Regions from separate parts of the Sus scrofa genome. Here region 1 is linked to region 2. Evidence: chromatin contacts called from public promoter capture Hi-C data. All regions are on one chromosome and are shown on one strand. The core of a region is the stretch at or near the end of the contact, and the rest is flanking DNA. Distances in the headings are between cores, read along the strand shown. Region 1 holds the start of SRGAP2 (SLIT-ROBO Rho GTPase-activating protein 2). Region 2 overlaps SRGAP2 (SLIT-ROBO Rho GTPase-activating protein 2).

Region 1 (6,826 bases), core at 3,786-6,285, 190 kb before region 2:
AATCAAGTGCAGTTAATGATAAGGCTATCTCTTAGTGGTTGTGCTTTTGCCAAATTTGTTTCCTGCATCATTTAGCAGTTTCCATGGTCTCTAACGAGGCACAGTGGGTTAAAGGATCCAGTGTTGCCACAGATGCGGCATAGATTCAGTCCCTGGCCCAGGAACTTCCTTATGCCACAGTGTAGCCATAAAAAAAAAAAAAAAAAAAAAAAAAAAGGATTATAATTTATAATCCAAACTCCATTTAAATAGGAAATCTCAATTTTTTCTTTCTCTTAAAAAGGGCTAATAACACTCAAGTCTGTCATCTGTGTTATAATTTATAGTTTATTAAACTTTTTTTACCCCCTTTTTTGGCCACCTCCACGGCATATGGAGTTCGCCAGCCAGGGATCAGATCCAAGCTGTAGTTGCAGCAGGATCCTTTAACCCACTGTGCCAGGCTTGGAGATCAAATCTGCGTCCTGGTGGTGCAGGGGCACTACCAATCCCTTTGGGCACCACAGTGGGAATTCCTATCAAGCCTTTTAACCTTCATAATTTACTTGATCTTTAACAACCCTACAAAGTAAACACAAAAGATATTTTAATTTCTATCTTAAGATGACAACTATAGTCTTAGGATAGAAACAGGTTCAGAGGCTTAGAGGTTTAAGGCGTTTACTCAAGCTAACATAGAGAATAAAGGTAGGGCCAAGGCTCAAACCTGATTTTTATGACTACAAATCCAAGTGTTCTTTCTCCCCCCAAAACTACACTGCTTGTTTCTGAAAGTTAAAGCAGATATTTGTTAATGCACTTTGAGAAACTGTAAAATCATATACACATGTAAAGCGCCACGAGACCCTTTTAAAAAACAGTTCTGTGTAACAAATGGTTTTTCAACGGCTCATCGCATGGGTGATAACCAGTGCTCGATGCAGTCCACTGAACTCTGTGCTTTGGTGTCAACATCCATCTCCTAAACCCAGAGCTATTTGGAATATTGCCACAAATTACCATTTTAAACATGCGATGTCCTTCAGTTTACATTTGCAGATTTCAGTGAAATAGCATCTTCCAATGAAGTCCACTGCACTGGAGAGGGAAAAGTGTAGAGATAGTCAAATGTACATAAAAAACATGTTGTAAAAAAAAAAATACAAAATATAGTAAGTTAACCATTTAAAAAATATATATATTAATTTGCTTTTTAGGGCCACACCTGTGGCATACGCAAGTTCCCAGGCTAGGCGTTGATCCCAAGCTGTGTCTGTGACCTACACCACAGCACACAGCAACTCCGGTTCCAAAACCCACTAAGAGAGGCCAGGGATCATGGCTATTAGCTAGGTTTGTTACTGCTGAATCACTACAAGAACTCCACCATTTTTTAAGTGGACAAGTTCATAAGTGTTAGGTGTGTTCACATTTTTGTGCAATGAATCTCCAGGCCATTTTCATTTAGCAAAACTGAAACTCTGTACCCATTAAATAACAACTCTCCATTTCCCTCTTCCCCTGACCCTCAACCACCATTCTACTTTCTGTTTCTATGAATCTGACTACTTTAGATACCACAGATGAGGAGAATCACATAGCTTTTGTCTTTTAGTGACTTATTTCACTTAGCATAATGTCCTCAAGGTCCATCCATGTTGTGGCATGTGACAGGCAGGACATCCTTCCTAAGGCTGAATAATGTATCAATGTATGCATAAACCACATTTTGTTTATGAATTCATCTGCTGATGGACATTTGGGCTGTTTCTGCCTCTTGGTTATTATGAATATGCCATTTATTTTCCATTAAAGTGGCACCATTTTATATTCCCACCAACAGTGCACAAGGGTTCCGATTTTTCCGAACCCTTGATACAAAAAGTACTTTTGATTGTGATTTACATGAATTTTGTAAACCCAAAGAGCCAAAAGAGACTCTAAGAGAACTATAGTATATTTTGTTAAGAGTTAATATTTGTGAGCTCATTATAAATGACAAACAAACCTTCCATGTAAAAAATCTTGTGTGTTCATTGACTCACATCCATGTTAGCGCATTAATCCATCACCACTGTAACCATTATAAGGAGGAGTAGACAAGGGAAAAGACCTGATTATATTCCAGATCTGGCCTAACCTTTAACAAGTCACATATCTGAGCCCTCCTTGTGACTATCTTAAACTTTCCACAGGTATTACAAAGACTAATGGGTTAATATTTAAAATTTTTGTTTCTGTATGTGCTACTAAAAAGAAAAGGCGCTAGATAATTTAAATCATAGAAACTTGGCAAGAGTAGTTTCTAGATTTATTGTCTACTGCTTCTTCTTCTTATAACACATACATACTCACAGAGGTACTTGAAATAATAACCCATTTATCTTTGCAGTAAATGAGGGCCTTTGGCTTTGTCATTAGGCATGACCACATTTAAACCAATGTAGATAGGATTTCAAGGAAGAGTCCACAGCTTTGAGTATATTTAAAAAAATTTAAAGTGTCTATCGTGATCATAAAATCCATTTGAAAGTATTCTGATTATTAGCCTGACTCCTCTGGCTCTGTGTCCAAAGAATAGCTGTCCAGGTATATTTTTGATAATTACTTTTTTGCTTTAATGATAAAGTTTCAATAAAGAGCATAATCTTTAAAGTCATGTAAGGGCACATATAAGTCGACTATAGAAAGAGAAAGTATGTTTTAGAACTAGAAAAAAGGTATATTTAAAGCAAATAAAATGGCCTTTTCAAATAAAAAGCTAATTCTTAAGGACTACCCAATAATAAGTAGTGACTGAAAACAGAATTTAAAAAGGATTTAAGTATGCAAACAAATACATAATGTCTCAAATAGGCTTTATGGGAGCCAAGGATCATTTTAAGGCTAAGTCTCTATTTCATCCCATGAAAATCAACACAAGTCTTTCTCACTCAGAGAGACAGAGGGAGAGCAGGAAAGAATACTGAATTAGATGGACAATTGATCTGATTTGACATGCCAATTGCAAATAATGGTAGAAAGCTAGGGAAAGTTTTTTGGTGTAAAACTTCAAGGATAAAAATGAAAAACTCAAATGACCTCTCTCACCAACAGTACAGAAAATCTTGCCTAAATTACCTAGAATCTGGATTGTGGACTTGATCCAGTGAGAGGATGGTTAGGCAGCACACAGCTGCCAGGGATCCAACTTGAGAGATCACATGACTATAAGTGAGCTAGCACATTACATCAGGACTGACCACTCTGGCTAAACCACAGACTTCGTCCAGACAGTCTGCCCCCTTAGTTACACTCCCAGGGGATCATCAGACTGTTGGGAGTGGCTGGAACACCAAAATGATAACCTCCTTTGTTGACTCCCAGAAGTCCAAGCCAAACACTTTTCCCACTTAGTTAAAGGCTACTGTTGCCCGCCAATAGCATGACTTACTTGGTAGGAGGGATGTCTGTAGAGAAAAGGTCTATTTCAGTGTCGCCCAGCAAAACAGCCTTCATTCCTCTATAGCTGAGCACTTGTTTACAGAATTTGCAACACAGGATGGACACGCGGCGGTCCTTGAAACTACAACAGCTGGTAGACATGGCGTCCGGGGAAGGATGAGATGTGGGATTTTCAAAGTGGAAACAAGAGCTATTCCTTTCCTAGTTTGATGCCCCAGGTTAAAAATCAAATTGCGAGGCCTCGAGCTTTTCTAGGCCCTAAAATCGAGAAGGGAATGAGTTCCTTTTCGATTTTCCCGTGGGAGGGTATAAGTAATATTTACTGAACAGGGACGGGAGAAATAGCAACTTTGACTTTCTCTTCAACTTTCGGGCAAGGGAGTGGAGAGGAGACAAAAGGCAAGCTGCCTCGGGAACTTTTCTGCAATATTCCCTTACTCCAGTCTAGAAGGATCCTTTACCCTTTAACTCCCGCCCCTTTGGCAATTCCCTCAGCTTCTCCCGTGTTTTATCTAAACCTTCCCTCTTAAGCCCCTCCCACGGAGAGCTCCAATTCCTCTCTCTGGGATCGCAGGCTAAGCTTTCCTACCCACGCCTCCTCTTTGGAAATCTTTCTCCTCTCCCCAGAATTCAGAAATCTCCTCAGCTTTCCCACTGGAAGGATCCTGGGTGCTTCTTAGGCCTCCCGCGACCCTCCTCTGTTCTGCTCGTTCGCGGGCCCACCGCTTCACTTCTCTCCCCGCAGCCCCCAGCCCTTAGCGTGCGGGCTCTCGCGCGGTTCCTCTCGCGTCTCTCTCCCCTCGGCTCTCCCTCGTGCCCCCCGCAGTCCCCTCAAGTCTCTCCCGAACGGCCGCTCCAGAGCGCGCGGTGGTATGGGTGGGGCGGGACAGAGGTCGCTTTGGGGGCTCAGACGGCGTTGAGGTCTCTGCCACCGATTGAGGTCTCTGCTACCGAACAGGTCGTTTTTTGCTCCCTCTTCCGCTCTCTCTGCCTTTCCAACAGGCTGTCAGTTTGAATTGCCAGCGTCGCGCACCGATTGGGAGAACTAGAGTTTGCCCACGTCCCGCATTGGAAGGCTTGGGAGCCTGCCCCTGGCGAGATCTTAGTGGCTAAGAAACCGTACGCCACGCCCCAGTAACGGTGCCTTGATCCACTCGGCTTTCTGGTTGGCGGATCTTGGCCACGCCCCCGATCCCATTGGTCAGCCCTGGGAGGTTGGGGCAAGACCTACTCCCGCCTCAGTGAGAGAAGCAAGGCACGCCCTTCGCGCTTTTTACTGGAAGACATTCTAAAGGTTCCCGCCGGTCTCTACTCTCTATTGGCTAAAACTCTCCGCAACGCCCCTCCTCTCTACCCCGGTCCAATTGGTCGTGCCTTCTCTCAGGAGTATGTGTTTGGCTGTGGGTTCCATTTTAATCCCGCCCATCAGTTCTACTTTGGGGTTCGGCCACCCTGGGAGGAGCTTACTCTGTGACCACGCCTCGGTAGTGCTAGTCACACCCCCAAGTTTCGCCAGCTCCTCCTCCTCATTCCAGGCCTCTCGGGATCAGCTATTTCTATTGGCTAAGAGCCCCATCGGTCGATAGAAAACGGGTGGTGATTGGCAAGGGGGTGGGCTCTGCTTCCCGGCGGGGTCCTGCGGAGTTGGCGGAGGCTCCTCCGGGGACTAGGGGACCGATCTGCGTAGAAGCGGGTGGCGGGGAAGAGGGGAGGAGAACTCTGTGTGGGAAGCGGAGCCGGGGGCCTGGGACCCGTCGCGTCAGAGCCAGGTAAAGGCTCCTTCCCTCTCCCCTTTTTCTTCCCGGCCGCGGAGCTGGAGCCCTGACTGAACAAACCCGGGCAGGGGCGGGAAGGAGAGGGCGCGGATGCTGCTTTCGGCAACGCTTTAACATTGTCGCTTGGAATATCTCAGACCCCCTCCCCCCATGACCTACTCCCAGTCTCCCAGTGCAGCCCATAATACTACTCAGGACTGCATCTCCGCCTATCACCATACTGCCTAGGACTCTGCGTTGGCTCACATGCAGCCGCGCAGTCCGCACCCAGCCCCCTCCCCAAGTCCTGCACATGGGCAGCCTCGGTCCACCTTTTGGCAACCGTCGGTGGCATCACTTGCAGCCATCAGCTGCCCTCTTACTCTGTCTCCAAGCCCCGGCAGACAGCCCAGTTACAGCCCTGGACCTAGAAGGATGGGTGTTCCGCACTGCTTCCGGGGCTCTTCCCCTGCCCGAGCCCCCAGCCGGACCTGAATGGCTCCTCTTTACGCGCTCCAGTTCCCAGACATATCTGGAACCGCAAAGTTGTTAACATCCTAGCGCTGCGTGTAGCATCGCGGCCCACAATAGTCTCCTAACTTCCCCCCCAGCCCCAGGGTTATCCTCCCTTTGCCCTCTCCCCGCCTATCAAGCGCGTGCAGAAGCTCCAGTTATCCCTGGCTCCCGTGCAGTCTTAGGACCCCACCTCTCACCCCCCTCCTCTCTTCCTGCCGGCCTGAATCACCACGCCGCTTCTGCTCTCCCTTCCTCCCTCAGTGCGGCCCTTTCTTCAGGCGGGGGAAGTGGGAGACTCCCGGCGCGGAAAGGGAACCGGGCGGCCCAGGAGGGAGAGTCGCCGCTTACAGCGCGTCTTGTAGCGAGACTCCCGGCACTACACTCCGCCCTCTTCTCTCCCGCCTCCTGGGCCTGGGTCGAAGCGGAATCTCCTAGGGCACCTCCTGGTGCGAGGAGTCGGGACTGCTGCCCTCACTGGCCTTGCCCTAACCCCCAGCCTGGGATTGGGTGCGGTATCTGAGATCTCTGGGCTTGGGTGACCAATTAGGGGTGGCATTTAGAGTCACTCTTGTCCCTGACTTGGGACAGGCGGCGGCTGCCTTCCGTCCCCCCGTCCCCCACCCCCGCCTTCCCGGTTTTCCCGACTCCGACCCTCGCCTCTAACCAGTTTCCTGCTTCTGCCGACCACATTGTTTTCCTGGATGTGTCCCGTGCCGAGCAGGCTTTTTCCTGCAGATCTACCCCCCCCGCCCCCCCCTGCAACATTTTGCTGCCAAGAGAAGCTAGTAACCAAAAACAAAACAACTGAGAGGAGGGGCGGAGGGGAAGAAAAGTTGTGCCCGGGTGCCTTGTCCCTCCCCGGCTTTGATCCCCTTTGAAGTCCAGGGAGTTGTCCCAGCCCGGGTCGGGGACCGCGTCGGAGGCAGGGCCGGGAGAGTTCCCTCCGGCTGACGCTGCCCAGTTCGGGAGGCCGCCGAGGTGCCGCAGTCCCCGCCCGGAGCCCCGCGTTCCCGCCGCAGTCCCCACCCAAAGCCTGCTAAGGCGGCTGCTCCAAAGTGTTTTTTTTTTTTCAGCCTTAAAACAAAATCCGGAGGGAGCTTCCTTCCTCCCCACCTCTCTGCGCCGGGCTCTGA
Region 2 (6,441 bases), core at 565-3,064:
GTTGGTGGGCTTCAGTCAGTAACCAACTCTTTTCTTTAGTAATTCCGCAATTACAGTGTGCCCAGTCTTTTTAGGCCTGTGTATAATGACTCATTATTGATGAGTTGTAAAAGGAATTTAGTGAATTATGACTAAATGGAGGAGACAAGAATAGGAAACATCAGAATACAGTGTAAACAAAAAGTACTTTTACTGTAGACACAGATATTACATTGGATTGAAATTTCAAAAGTGTGGGTTTTTTTTCTTTTGTCTTTTTAGGGCCACACCTGCAGCATGTGGAGGTTCTCAGGCTAGGGGTCCACTCCGAGCTACAGCTGCCAGCCTACGCCACAGCCACAGCAACTCCAGATCCAAGCGGCGTCTGCAACCTACACCACAGCTCACGGAAACGCCGGATCCTTAACCCACTGAGCAAGGCCAGGGATCGAATCCACATCCTCATGGTTCCTAGTCGGATTCATTAACCACTGTGCCACGATGGGAACTCCTGAAGTGTATTTTTTTTTTTAAATCCTATTCTGCCTTATCTTCAGAAGGTAAAAGCACTTCAAATGTCCCTCTTGAGGCAGCTCCCAGCCTGCCTTTCTATAAAAGTCTTGCAATTCAGTGTATTTGTATTTTATGCTCCCGTGGGCTCCTCAGAGTATATAACTAGAGCACAGGCCTGCTAGAGCCATCATACGCTATCCTTTATTTTTTTCTTTTTTTTCGTTTTTTTGGCCATACCTGCAGCATGCAGAAGTTCCTGGGCCAGGGATCGATTGAACCTATGCCACAGCAGTAACCAGAGCCACAGCAGTGACAATGCTGGATCCTTAACCCACTAAGCCACCAGGAAACTCACATCATGGGGATTTTTGAGTGAAAGCGGTATAGAAAGAGTCCCCTTGCATAGATAGAAGTAGCTTGGCCCCAGAGGAATCTAGAAGTCCCTCCTGAGTTTTGACGCGCATGATCACACCCCCTGTACCCCTGCAGCCGCATCCTGCACCACCTGTTTGGATGGGCTGAGTTGGGTTGGGGAGGGGCCAGACACAGTGCCCATTGTCACCAAGCACTGACCCTGGTGCCAGACAGCCACTCCTTTTAGCCTCGTCCTGCCCACCAAAAGCACTTCAGGCAAAGCTCCAGCTCTTCAAACTTGGCCTCTTTGAAGTGGTGATCCAATGCCTCTGACACTGTCACTCTACATCTGGTGACACTTCTGCTGCTGCCAGAGCCTTGTATAGCGTTCACCTCTCTTTCCCCTGAAATCTGTAAATGTAAATCCGATTTGAAACTAGGTTTTCTTTCTTAACAGTTGCCCTCAGAAGTGCCTTTGGGGTAGGGAGGGGGTGGGGCGCTGGCAGAGAGAGATATATGCCCTTGAAAATTGGATTCTTTTTTAGAAAACTGCTGACACAGGCTAATCGGCAGAGAACTAAATGACCCTACTGTTTCTACCTGCTGACAGGCTCAGCCTTGGGACAGGGCTGAAATGAGCTCTCACCACACAGCAGAGACAGGCCTCCCCCCCCTTTTTTCTAATACAAATAAGGGGTAATTCTGTGCCTGTCAAATAATACAGCTCTGTAGTATAGATGGCCATTAAACAGCCCCTTCTCCCTAACTCGGAAAGCACACGCATGCTGAGCCAAGTACCTAGAGTATCATTTAGTAGGTAATCTCTGATGAGAGTTAAAAATGTCTTCATTAGCGGTGTTCTTTGGGAAAAGCTAATAGACAAACCCATCCAAGCTCAGGCTACGTCTCGCTCCAAAGATGAGTGACCAGCCTCGTGTCCCGACATCCTGCTCAGGCCACGGAACCTCACGTTTCCTTATATTTCTGCTGCTCTATCCTTTCTGGGAGTGAGGAGGTTCCGGAATGTGACGGTCTTGGGGAAAGGAGGCTGTGTGTTTCGGTTCTGTCGTCCATTGCTGTTATCTGTTGGAAAAGGAGGGTTCCCTGCCCCTTTGGTAAATAAGCACACAGCTGGCAGGAGCTGTTGCAATCTCACTGCCTTCCGATCAGCCCCGCCCCGGCAGCAGGCAGAGTGCCCCCCACCCAGCCCCCCCAGAAACTCACTGGCCAAATGGTTGTGGTGAGTTTCAAAATAAAAGCTCCTGCCTGCGCACCCCATGGCACTTCCTCTCTCAGAGAACCAGCATTGTTTAACTGTGCCACATCTCTGGTCTAAATTTAGGCATCTTTTTTTTTTTTTTTTCCAGGCAAAGATTACTATGCAGACATTTAAGAGCAAAACTTTGCCCAAAGTAATTTTTTCCCTCGACTTCTTTTTGGTTTCCTGCGATGTTTAGATGACTCATTCTCTTCCAAGAAATTTTAAAGAAAAGAGATGCAGGCTGTGTGATATGCATCAAGACTGCTCTGTAAATTCTCTTTCTCTTCCCTGCCGAGAGACCCCTTGCTGTTTTTTATAGGAAGCGGAAAGGCTCCAGAGTCTGCATTGTCATGGACTCGGCCCCTTCAGGTCCTGTTGTTCCCAGGCATAAACGTCCCCCTTGTCTTTGGGTGGAGCTCCCTTGTAGCTTCCCAGCTTTGACAACTGCTCCACAGCAGTGCGGAAGCCGTTTTTGGGGTCACTGGGGCCACCCTCACCCCCAGAGGCACACAGTCAAGGTTTCTGAAATAGAGAACGGTGACCTTTTATCCTCTAGGAAAGGAGAGGTACAGACCATTGCCTGCCTCTCTTCTCAGAGTCAGAATTGCACAAACGCTGGGGGCTTTAGCATAACTGTGACCAGGCTAGCAACACGTGAGTTCCCAGCCCAGCCCTTAGCCAGAGGGAGAATAAGTCAGAATCACTTCTGCAGCCTGTTCAAATAAACAGGGATAATAGTTGAGTCGGTCCTTTTCCAACAAATCAGTCCTCGAAAGGAAACACCTGCCTGGGCTTCATTGCTGTTTTATTGGTTATGCTTTTTCTCCCGCTCCTCTTCCCACCTCCTCTGGGGCTAAGGTTATTGCAATCGGGGCTAAGCAGCAGGGTAGAGGGATGGGAGCTTCCTCCTGTAACCTCTGCCATTTAAACACAGGGAGGTGTAAGGGAGGCTGGCAGGGGGCGCTGGCCTGGAGGCAGGAGGGCAGGGCATTTGGAAATGTTGCTCACGGCCACTTTCTGGCCTCGGTGCTGACTCTGGAGCTGGTGGGTGTGTCGTTTCCCTTCACCTCACCTCCTCTGACCTCTGCTGCTTTAGTGGAGCTCAGCTCTCCTCATCATGGGAATATGAGGTCCTGCATGAGAGGCCTTTGCTCTTGTGGTTTCTTCTAGTGGTTGACGGCATTGCATGAGAGTCATTTGGGAAGAGTAAATTTAAGACCGGCAAGGGACTCCTGAAGCCAGCCAGCATTTTGTAGAGCAGCTCTGTCCCCAGAACTTGCTCAGTATCTTCTGCTCTGTGGAGGGAGACCAACCCATGAGACATGGAAGTGGGTGGTATTTGGGTCTGATACAGACTCAAGAAGCCAGGTGAAGGATCACGAAGAATTATGATTGAATGGCAGACGTTGCGAAAGACCCTGGGAATATTTAAGCCGAAGACTTTCATTTTATAAAAAAGAAAACAGAGGTCCAGCGAAATGGCCCAGGTTGTCCTCCAAAGTTATCTTCTTGATGGTGTGAGAGCTGGAAATAGAAGAGTCTTGTGATTGCTGATTCAGGGCTCCTTTCATCCCTCTCCACACGGCCAGGTGTAAAAATTCATATCTACTTGCAACAAAGGTCACACATATGTTATGTTCCATAATTAATTCCTCAATAGAAAAACGGTAAAGCGTAAAAGAAAAGTGAAAGTGACTGGTTAACATGGGAGAAAAAAAAAGTTTCGGGCTCCCTAGAGTCAAAGAACTGTAAATTAAAATAGGATACCATATCAAACTGTTCAGACCCAAGAAAAGTAAAAAAACATTCTCATATGCTTCTGGGGGGATTTTATATGGGTCCATTTTTTTTTTTCTCGAGGGCAGTTAATGGTATAAATTAGCAGTCTGACTCAGCAGTGTTACTTCTAGGAGAAAATGATGACAGGTTTGTGCATAGGTTATATACAGAGTAACTAAATACAGCATGTTTTATTATAAAAATTTGTAAGCAAAGTAAATGTCCAAGAATTGGACATTATATCAATGTACATCAATATAATCTATTGTAATTATAGAAGAATAACATGTAGGGGAATGTTCACAATAGACCTCGAGGGGGGAAAGTTATAGTGTGTATAATGCAATTCCAATCCCATAAAAGTCATAGAGAGATTAGAAAAATGTACAACAAAGTTTAAAAAAAAGAAAAATGTATAACAAAGTTTAGAGTAGTGATGTTTTAGGGGTAGGAATTAAGGGTTACTTTTGTCTTTTCAGGTTTCCTACAGTTTTCTGATGTATGGTATAAACACATATTCCTTTTGTAATCAGAAAAAAGAATTTTAAAGTCACATATCTTTGTTTGTTTGTTTGTTTGTTTGTTTGTTTTAGGGCGGCACTCGAGGCATATGGAAGATGCCAGGCTAGGGGTTCAATCAGAGTTGCAGCTATCAACCTACGCCACAGCCATGTGGGACCCAAGCCATACCTCGACCTACACCACAGCTCACAGCAACGCCGGATCCCCCACCCAGTGAGCGAGGCCAGGGATCAAACACGCATGCTCATGGATACTAGTCGAATTTGTTTCCGCTGCGCCACAAAGAGAACTCCCTGAAGTCATTTATTTTGAAAAAAAGCAAGACCTTAAATGGTTATGTTTCTGATATGCAAAACCTCTTCCTTTCTTTGCCTGGGAGCCGAGCTATAGCAGTGGGTAGCATTTTACCTTCTGTTAGAAGGGCATTGCTGGTATCTGATTCTTAGTAGGAAAGAACTAGAAGGATCTGGCAGAAGATAAAACAAGGGTTTCCCCTCTCAATGACACAGCGATGCCAATCAGTTTTATGCCCTGCTCTCATGGACTTGGCATTAAACACTCGGTATCCAAGGCGTGGCTCTTATTTCCTTCCTGCTTCCTTGTTCTTCTCTGTTTCTACCCTTCTCCCATGTAGTTAGATGCTAGCCCTGGGAAGCAGCGGTGAAGAACCTGAGAGCCACCAGGGCTTGAGATTAACCAATCAGACACCCCGTAACATATATTATCAGACTCGAGTAACATTAGCAACCAATCAGGATTGAGGTATCACTGCCCTGAGAGTTTGGGGTAAAAATAAAGCAAGTAAGAGGGATAACTTCTCCTTGCTTGGAGATTCTTATGGAGTCAGGTACTTTGAAGTCCTTGGATGTTTACGTACACATGCCTCTCTCATCCTCTTTCGCATCTTACTTCCCTCTGCAGTTCTCAGAATGCTTGACTACGAGTATCCAAGAAAGCTTGTCCACTTAACAACAGTTGCTAAGTAGGGTGTGCCGTTCTGGCCTGCTCTTTGGGGACCAGTTGAAAAATCAAAGGCTTTGACCCATTTTCCCTCTGCATGATTTTGCCTTTGCTGGGCTCTAGAAGGGGCCCGTTTCATTTTATTAAAACTCTTTGAGTAATCTGACCATAGTTTGATCTGATCAGAGGGGTTATCTGATTTGCTGGGTTCAATGATGGGCCTTAATTACATCTGTGTTATTTGCGGAGCCAGCACTGCTCTTGCCTTTGTTGCCCCTCCCTCCTCCTTCTGTTGCCCAGTTAACCTTCATTCCTCTTTCTTTGCAGAGCAAAGAAGTCGGCCAGCAGCTCCAAGATGATCTGATGAAGGTCCTGAATGAGCTCTACTCGGTAAATCGGACGGGTTGCTTGGCTCTTTGACAAGCAGAGGGAAGCAGCCTTTGGCAGCTCATGGCCATTGTCACGTCAGCAGCAGAACTGAGCTGAGGTTGAGGACAGTGCATGGTCCCCACTGGGGACAACTCCACCCATCTCTTTTTTCGCCCTCTTATTTTCAAACTGGAATGAGCCCAAAAAAATGCTTTCTCAAAATAAGATCCCTTTTCAGCTGTGCAAACTAACGGTGGCTTCCTTTGGGGCGTAATCACCAGGGAGCAGCCAAGATCCTCGATCACCAGCACAACTGACCCTCATTAGCAGCCAACCAGGGACCCCGAGCCTAATGGCAAGGAGCATAGTGTGCATCACTCCGTGAATGATTTGTGCCCAGTGGTAAAGGCGCTGTTGTTCATAGATTTGCATCAGTTCTTGGATTGATGTAGTGGTTTGAAACCAGAGCAGGTGCTCTAGAGGGAAGCACAGAATCCTAAATGCCCCTAACATAAGGGACCAGTTCAGGCAGAGAGAGCCTTGCATTGACTCCCTGGGCTTTTAGAAAGGCCAAGCCTCAGTGAAGGGCCAGGTTTTGGGTTTGGAGAAGAAAACACAATCTGTTCTAAAGTGACTGGAGCTTCAGGCACATGATGCCTGTGGCTGTTGCATGTTTCTTCATGCACTGGGAGGTAGAGGGGGTT

Evidence for each region. Promoter capture Hi-C pulls out the DNA fragments that hold promoters and counts their contacts.
Region 1: a contact with region 2 is called in a promoter capture Hi-C map of liver, with 5 times the contacts expected there. The contact joins the promoter of SRGAP2 here to the enhancer-like site in region 2. A contact is called at or near these places in 3 of 5 promoter capture datasets (fetal liver, fetal skeletal muscle and liver), 10 of 47 Hi-C or Micro-C datasets (alveolar macrophages, blood, epiblast stem cells and 5 more) and 2 of 2 datasets of contacts at active chromatin or transcription factors (alveolar macrophages and skeletal muscle).

The regions. Positions count from the first base shown.
Region 1 is chr9:66,833,032-66,839,857 of Sscrofa11.1, forward strand. It overlaps SRGAP2 (SLIT-ROBO Rho GTPase-activating protein 2), which reads left to right and starts at 5,036. Exons shown (of 23, transcript XR_002335789.1): 1 at 5,036-5,192. It overlaps FAM72A (protein FAM72A), which reads right to left and starts at 6,749. Exons shown (of 5, transcript XM_021063305.1): 1 at 6,042-6,749; 2 at 3,413-3,553; 3 at 1,000-1,077. The coding sequence starts at 3,477.
Region 2 is chr9:67,021,752-67,028,192 of Sscrofa11.1, forward strand. SRGAP2 (SLIT-ROBO Rho GTPase-activating protein 2) reads left to right here. Exons shown (of 23, transcript XR_002335789.1): 5 at 5,696-5,758. Among named protein-coding and RNA genes, the nearest start is that of IKBKE, 98 kb to the right of the region's middle. Within about 2 kb of position 1,815, at least 52 of the 83 cell types and tissues checked have an H3K27ac peak or open chromatin away from gene starts, as enhancers often do. A contact at or near this core is called in alveolar macrophages, epiblast stem cells, fetal liver and 4 more, where this site is marked.